Linked DNA regions of Mus musculus: region 1 is linked to region 2. Evidence: chromatin contacts called from public Hi-C data. All regions are on one chromosome and are shown on one strand. Each heading gives the region's core, a stretch centred on a gene start, on an enhancer-like site or on the middle of the called end of the contact. The rest is flanking DNA. Distances are from core to core; before and after follow the strand shown.

What was found. A called contact is a pair of places that touch in the nucleus more often than the background predicts.
Region 1: a contact with region 2 is called in a Hi-C map of myeloid progenitors, with 1.8 times the contacts expected there. The contact joins the enhancer-like site here to the promoter of E2f7 in region 2. A contact is called at or near these places in 1 of 39 promoter capture datasets (3T3-L1-derived adipocytes), 8 of 484 Hi-C or Micro-C datasets (the Ba/F3 cell line, the G1E-ER4 cell line, LSK cells and 5 more), 4 of 115 datasets of contacts at active chromatin or transcription factors (the SCID.adh cell line and embryonic stem cells) and 3 of 9 other capture datasets (adipose tissue, liver and pancreatic islet).

What each region holds. Positions count from the first base shown.
Region 1 is chr10:110,786,028-110,789,825 of GRCm38.p6, forward strand. E2f7 (E2F transcription factor 7) reads left to right here. Exons shown (of 13, transcript NM_178609.5): 13 at 1-1,357. Among named protein-coding and RNA genes, the nearest start is that of Gm23698, 8.2 kb to the right of the region's middle. Within about 2 kb of position 2,239, at least 14 of the 459 cell types and tissues checked have an H3K27ac peak or open chromatin away from gene starts, as enhancers often do. A contact at or near this core is called in myeloid progenitors, where this site is marked.
Region 2 is chr10:110,743,613-110,747,589 of GRCm38.p6, forward strand. It overlaps E2f7 (E2F transcription factor 7), which reads left to right and starts at 1,827. Exons shown (of 13, transcript NM_178609.5): 1 at 1,827-2,067; 2 at 2,720-2,812. The coding sequence starts at 2,720.

The DNA.
Region 1 (3,798 bases), core at 989-3,488, 43 kb after region 2:
TACACTGATGTTACCGCACACCTGTCTCTTCAGAGTAAATCTTTCCCCCTCTACTTCCTTTTCTCTTCTTCCAGTCTGTCTTCTATTTAAACTTCTTAGAGTTAGAGTCTTAATATAAGGCTATTTTTCCTTTGTATTTTTGTACCCTGCGAAATACTATATACAAGGATAAAAAATAATAATTTAAGAGACTCTGGGAGTCTGATCAGAGTAGCTTTATATTAACTACCAGATACTTTTAGCCTTACTACCCCCAACACTAGCTTTGGGAAACTTGGGATAGGTAGCCTGTTTAACACATTCGCTACTTAATCAAATTTTTTGTCAACACTAAGCTTATAAAGTTGGAAAAAAAAAGGTATTGTTCCCTTTTTTAAAAAAAGTTTTGTTTTTTTTTTCCTGAGTCAGGTAAAAATTGCATGGTGTCTATGACTGAAGCCACACTGCTGGTTCCTTGCTAGAATTTAAAGTAACCCCTTTTCAGGATTATCACACACACGTGCAGCGAGTGAGTCTGCTACACACTGCTTGCTTTGACGAGCCCTCGTGGGTAGGAATGTCCACAAAGCATTCCTATTAAGAAATCCACATTTTGATACGAACTTTTCCTCTTCTCTCTCTCCTGGCTAGTCTCATTTATGTTAACCTTTGTTGCTACTTTTTCTTATTGTTATACTTAATTATTCTGTTTGTGAATTGACCATATTCACCTCAGAGAACTTGGGATTCTTGGGGTGGGGGTGGGGGGCGTCAAGCAGTTCCATCCATGGAAAACAAAAGTCACTTCCATATTCAGGTCCCACGGGGTGTAGCTTCTGGCTCTTCCGGAAGACTGGTCTTTGAAGCTTTCCAGCTAGACCTGAGTGCCAGAGACTGAGATGGGGAAGCAGCAGTAGTGGCTTCTTGTTGAATGCAAGAAGAACTAACTGTTAAAGGAGGGCATGGGCTTTGGGTCAGCACTGAGGGGATGTGCTACCTCAAACCATGCCATCCGGGGTTTCCAAAACCCTTGCATTCTGGTACAAGAGTTGGGGAGGTATAACTTATACTTGAACCTACCTGCTAAGTTTACATTGCTCAATGTAAGGTGCTATTTCTGTACGGAAGTGACTGTAATGTAGAGCTGCTTCCTGCTTATCTCGTTGCACTGCTAGGCTGACGTAGATGTTCATCTATTGCTGCTTGCCGCTTCGTTGTCCCGGGTTTCGGCTCTGCTCTTTCCTCGTGGCTATATTATCTATAGCCACCTACTTGGAACGCTACTACTACGTGTAAACCAATCTTTCCTTTTAGAAAAAATACTAAGCTTTATAAAATAGCAATGGAAATAAATGTATTTAGTAAGACGTGTATGTTATATTACTTGTAAAACATTTTCAGTGTGTGTGTCTGTGTCTGTGTGATATGGCACATGGGTGGAGGTGAGGGGAAAACTTGTAGCAGTCAGTTCACCCCTCAGTTGTGAGTCCCAGTGATCAAATCCATCGGTCAGCTTCAATGACGAGCATCTTTGCCTGCCAAGCCGTCTCGTAGACCCTGGTTCTGTTCTCTCGGCTGCAGTTTATTGTTAAGACTGCCAACAGCAGCTACAACAGCCACATGGATGCTCGAGTGCTTTTTACTGAGGCCTCCCTGTAGTTCTTGCAGGTATGCACACACGCACACACAGCATCTGGCTGATCCGAAAGCGTGGGAAGGCAAAAGGAGTTGGGAGCGCGGAAGCATGCTCTTGGCCTTGTATCTGAAGTCCAACTGGAAGGTTGGAGCTTCCAGAGGAGACTCAAAGTCAGTACAGCCATCAGAAAGTCAAAGGTGAGATCACCTTCCCAGATCCTGACATTTGTAAGGTTGAAAGGCTTGTCGGTGTGAGACATGCTTGCTTTTATCCACTCCAAAGCCTACTAACTTGGCTTCCACCCATCTCTCCAGCCTCAGAGGATGGGGTCCACAGTGCCCAGGTGACAGCTCTGCTGTCGTATTGTTAGGTGGGACAGCCTGGTTCACACAGCTGGGACTTGAGCTGGTTCACACGGGTGGGGGGGGGGGGAGGGCTTGACCCTGAACCTCTGTAACAGAGGCAATGCATTTTCCTCCGGCCATCGCTCCTCCCACGGAGTCCACACAAACCAGCCTCAGGCTGATCGGATCCCCTTAGACCACATCCAGTGCCCTTTCTCCTGACTAAGAAAGCCTAATCAAACTCTACCCCCCAGCCTAACATCTCCCCAGGCAATAAAGTTACCAGAACCACTTCCTGCTTCAGGAAGAGCTGGAAGGGAAGAAGGGGGAGGCAGACTCCTTCCGTCTGGACAGGGCTGTGTAATTCTGATACTTCTCACTAAATCGATTTCTAATTCTGTTTCCTCAAGTTTTCACAACCTTGAAAGTGAGAGGACTCAATAGATGTGTTCCTCATTGTTCTTTTGGGTTTTGTGTGTGTTTGTGTGTGTGTGTATGTATGTGTGTGTGTGTGTGTGTGTGTGTTGCAAAATCTCCAACACGCTGCAGAGCCCAGCACCTTTGAAGTACAGCATCTGTTGTAACTGATGCTGCCGCCCATTAATATCCTGTGTCAATGTCCTTCCGTTGTTCAGGATGTTCACACCGCTAGATAACCACTGAAGTACTTAATATTTCCCATGAAACAGAGTCGTTCTGGTGGTTGGCTTGTTTGGGTGCTAAGGTGGGACTGATTCTGTGTCTTTGCTAGTCTGAAGGCTTCCAGATTTGAGAAACCGTCCTACAAACTAAATTGCTTTCCAGCCTCCCACATCTAAGTCCACTGTTACGTGTGGCCCAGCGGTAACTTCTTCATTCCTATGGCTCTTGGAAACAAGGGCTCTAAAGAGCCGGAATGTTAATGGGTTAAGAAGAAGTGGGAAACACTGATAAAATTAAGCAGTTAGAGAGGAGGTATACTTGTGTGTGCCTGTATAAATGTGTGTGAGGCAGAGGTCATCTGGTGCCTTCTATTATCACCTACATTATTGTTTCCGGGATCTCAGCCCTCACGATCCACCTGTCTCTGCCACCCGCTACCCCAGCTCTGGAGATGTAGATGTACCCTGCTATCCGCAGCTTTTTTCTGGGTGCCGGGGATTTGAACTCAGGTCCTCTTGTTTGCACACCCAACGCTCTACCCCCTGAGCCATATCCCTAGCCTTGCAGTTCACACTTCACTACAGAATTATAGGCTGAAGTTAGTAAGTGTATTTAACTTAAAATATGAGAACATTCTCACAATGTTTTATGAAAAGCTCCTCTGAGAAGCAATGAATGAATCCCTCAAGCCCTCTAAAACTAACTTAGCCCTTAGCGTCCTAGGGACAGAAGCCATACATGATATATCTATGCTGTGTGACCGTCTCAAAGGCACAACTCCAAAAACAGTGGGCTAAAAGAGGGGCCATAAAAAAATATAAGAAATGATGATGATGATGATGAAGCTTTAGAGAGTTATTTCATGGCATGGCTTCTGTAACATGACATTTACCTAAAATATCACATAGTGTTTTCACTTTATTTCAGAAGAATGGGCTACACAGTGTGTCTAATGCATATAAAATGGATTTGGTCCTGCTGGTCCCACCTGTAACTCGTCGTATCATGGACAGCGCTCTGTAACTCTCTGGCATGAGCTTTCCAGTCCATCACTGCTTCTAACTTGCCAAGCCAGTCGTGCGTGGTACCCACTACTGACTGCTGGCTCATGTCTACTCCCCCTTCTAGTTCTTATCCCAGGGACTAGAACCTGACAGCTACATTTCTGAGACTCCAGTGCTGCTGGGTACTCGATGT
Region 2 (3,977 bases), core at 577-3,076:
TTGCCAATGTGAAGACCAGAGCAGATGCTAGATGTCTTTTTTCAATAGCTCTACACATTATATTTACTCATCAGTTCATTAACTCATTCCTTTGAAATAGGGACTGTCACTGACCTAGGATAGCTTGACTGGCCAATGACCTTCTCGAAGCAGTGGGTCTCCGCAGCCTGGGTTACAGACTACCTCACCCCCAGCTTTGAAAATGGGTGCTGGGAATCCCAACTCCGTCCTCCTGCTTGTTGAGCAAGCACTTTACTGATTAAGCCATCTCTCCAACCCCATACCTCTGGTTTTTGACACGGGGGTCTTTCCTTTATCTGGAGCTTATTAAACAGGCTAGTCCGCAAGCCCCAGGGATCGGTCTGTGCCTGCTGGTGCTGCAAGCACAGGCACCTCCACACCAGCATGGGCACCAGAGGTCCAACTCTGATCCTTCAAGCACTTTATTGGCTGAGCTATCCCTATAGTCTTCAAATTGTTATTTGCCATAGACATACTTTTTTTTTAAGCTACTATTGTTTATTTGTTCATGCGGATTGTTTTACATGCGTTCTGGTCTTTTCTAAGGTATAGTCCGGTAGCCATTTTCAGGCTGAATGTACCAGCAGACTGGAGTAAAAACCGAAGGACTTGAGTAAATATTTTGAATTCTTCTGATGGCTCATTGTACATTTTTGAGAGCTGAGAGGTGAAGGGTGGGGCCTTTGCACGGAACGGCTAAGACGGGGTAATGAGAATGATAGTTTTGCGTTGAAGTGGGGAAATACTCGTGGGCATGTGTTAAAGAGGCCGTTATAAATCCCAGCTGAGGGCACCCTACAAAATAACAGTACTCGGGGAAAATCTGGGGATCAACCCAAGAAACTGAACCAGGAGCTTAGGAGAGATGAACAAAAGCGATGTCCTCCAACAGGAAATAAAAAAGCATTTGGTAAAAAGAAAACCTGAATAAATAGTGACTTAAACAAGTGCTTTGTACTTACATAAGTGGCTGAAACTGGGTACTAGATGTGAGTGAACTCTTTTAAAGTATCTTTTCAGTTTTTTGTGCAAATCCAAAACGGTTCTAAACAAGAGTTTCTCAAGAGGGGCCTAAAATAGCAGTCTTTCCTTAGGTTCATATTTTAAATAAGAATCCGAAGGAAGTGAAAGGTCTAATAGAAATCAGTAATATTCCAGAGATATTCTTGACTGTTCCCCCATCCCCCAAGCTAGTCCTTACTAGAAACTGTCTAATAACACATTCTCGACCATCTCTAATGCTCTGGAGAGGGAACACCAGGAAACCTTTTGCAAAACCCCCTTTGGTGCGGCTGCCGGGGTTGTTCCCAGGGCTAACGGGCGTGCCATCTGCTCGCAGCCCAGGTGCTAACCAGGGTTCACGTGTCACCTGGCGGCGCCGGGTGCTAGGGAGCCGCCCTGGCAGGTCCCGGCAACTCGGCTCCCGCAGGTTGCTGGGGGCAGGGCGGCGTCCGCAGCATCCCGCGCGTGCGGATCGTTTCCCCGGCTCCATCTGCTGCGCTGGGGGCCGGCGTGGGTCGGTCCCCCACAACAAAAGGGCGCCCCGCGGAGAGCGCGCCGGCCCGCGCCGCCCCGCCCCGGCTTCCCGCGTCCGCGCCCGCGTCCCCGCGGGAAACGCTCCCGCGTCACCGCCTCCAGGTACCCGGAAGGGGGAGGGGGCGAGGCGACAACAATCCGGCGGGCGGGCGAAGGGGAGGAAAGGCGCGGCGCCGAGCGCCAAGACAGCGAGGGGCGGGGCTTCGGGCCGTGCCGCCGCGCCATTGGTCGGCACCGCCCCGCCGGCCGCCGCGCATTGGTGAATGCTCAAATTCAGTCTCAAGGCGCCAGAGGAGGTGTTTTAGCGGGGACCGCGATCCAGGGCTGGAGCTTGGCTTAGGCGGGTAGGAGACGCTGTCGCTACGCGGACACCGCGGGTGGAGCGGAGGATCTGCGAGCCTTGCCCTGCCCTGCCCATGTCGCCAGCCGGCCGCTGAGATCTACACGCTCTGCCCGCTCACGCGTGCGGCTGCGGACGTCCCCGGAGAGACCCTCCATCGCGCAGCGACAGTAAGGAAGCGTGCGGCCCCCTCGGATGGGGAGGCGGGAATGCGGAGACGGGTTACCCGCCGCCCTGGATGCCGTCCCACAGGCCCCGGGTCCGAGTGCCCCCTGGGGTTGTGCTGGCTGCAGCGCTAGGTGAAGGAGGCTGGTCCCCACTACCACCTACCCCCACGATTTAGGGGTCCCCTGGGAAGAGTTTCACTTGGGGTGTGCTTAGATGCCTAGGGAGGGGCTGAGCGCTTCCCGCATGGGTTGGTCTCTAGATCAGGTTTCAGTCTACCCCCTAGATCAAACCCACTCAAAGTTGAATTCCTCCCGGTTCTTTGCGCCAAAATTAACTGACCTGGGAGACCCTGTAACTTTCTTGGCATTTGCCTAACACCTTCCTTCCTTGGTAACTATTTTGCCTGTTGCTTTTCATAAAGGATTGCAGTTTTGTTCAGTTTTTTCGTCTTCCCAGATTTCCAGTGATTCCTAAGTATATTTTAAGTGTTTGTCCGTGTGAGTTTTAATGAGGAATGGAGGGTGTCTTCATTCTTGGAAAATTCCAGGAATGCTGTAGGAAGGGAAAGTTGATGTTCACAAGTGGCATTTTGTCGTTGTTGTTGTAGGGGGAAATAAATGTAAAATCATTTTCTGATATAGTTGTGTGTTCCAGATGGAGGTGAATTGTTTAACACTAAAAGACTTGATCAGCCCCAGGCAGACCAGACTAGATTTTGCCATTGAAGATGCAGAGAACGCACAAAAGGTAAGCACAAATAAATACTTTATAGTCTCCAGCATGTTTTGGATGGTGATGCCTAGCTTTCGTCTCGTATACAGCATAATTGTGATGGCCGTTATAGAGGAGTTTTTAGAGAATGGGGCCATTGCGACCTTTGTTTCGGCTCCTCTTAAGTCATTAGTGTTGGAACCAGCTTCTGAAGCCAAAGGTGCATTCTGGATGCAGTGATCAGAAGTTTGTGATGCCTAGAGATCCCAAGGGCAGTTGAATTAATGTTGGAAGAAATTAGAAAGCGTTAATTCCCTGGAACAGGATTTTGTTGTTGTAAATACTGGATTTAATGTCCGAATGCTGAGAAACACCACCTTCCTCCTAATGGACCAACTACAGAGATGTCTCCCAAGAGTTACAGCCTTGCCTCCTAGACAGGGGTCAATGTGACTGACCCTCACCAGCTCCTCTGAATAGTTGACAGCCCTTCTGCTTCAGATATACTGAGCCACACACTCAGCAATGTCTAAACCACCCTGGCCTGCATCAGCACAGGTGTGCAGAACAGATGTCCTTTTGAGAAGACAGAGCTGTGAATCTGAGCGTTGTTTAAGCAACAGCAAACAGATGTAACAAACCAGTTTCAGAAACCTGGAATGGAAATCTCTAGTAGCAACTTCCTTAGGCATTGAACCTCTCTGGAGTCCAAGTGTTAGTTTTAGGTTAGCATCAACAGTGAACCTGCCTGGTGACAAAAGACTTGCCTTTATACAAGACTTTATACAATATTTGGCAGCTATTATGTTTGTTAGAGGGGGGCATGTATACCAAGACGTTTTTGTTTTAAAGAGTATTCTTAAAGTTACTTAAGACTACAACTATATATATATATGTATATGTATATGTATATGTATGTGTATATATATATATATATATATATATATATATATATATGTGTGTGTGTATTTAGAAGTTTTGGTTTTGGCAGTTCCAAAATAAAACTTTTCTGTTTTCCTTTGTAATTTGAATAGTTCTGCCTAGAAAGCGGTCTGCTCTCTCAGTGCCCCACTTTTGTTCTGGTCAGTGACTGACCAAGTACTGTCCCTGAGGTTTGATGGTCCCCTCCCCTAATTTGCCTCAGTAAGTGGTGAGTTTTCTCATGGGAAAGTGCAGAGAAATTCAAATGACCTAAGAGATT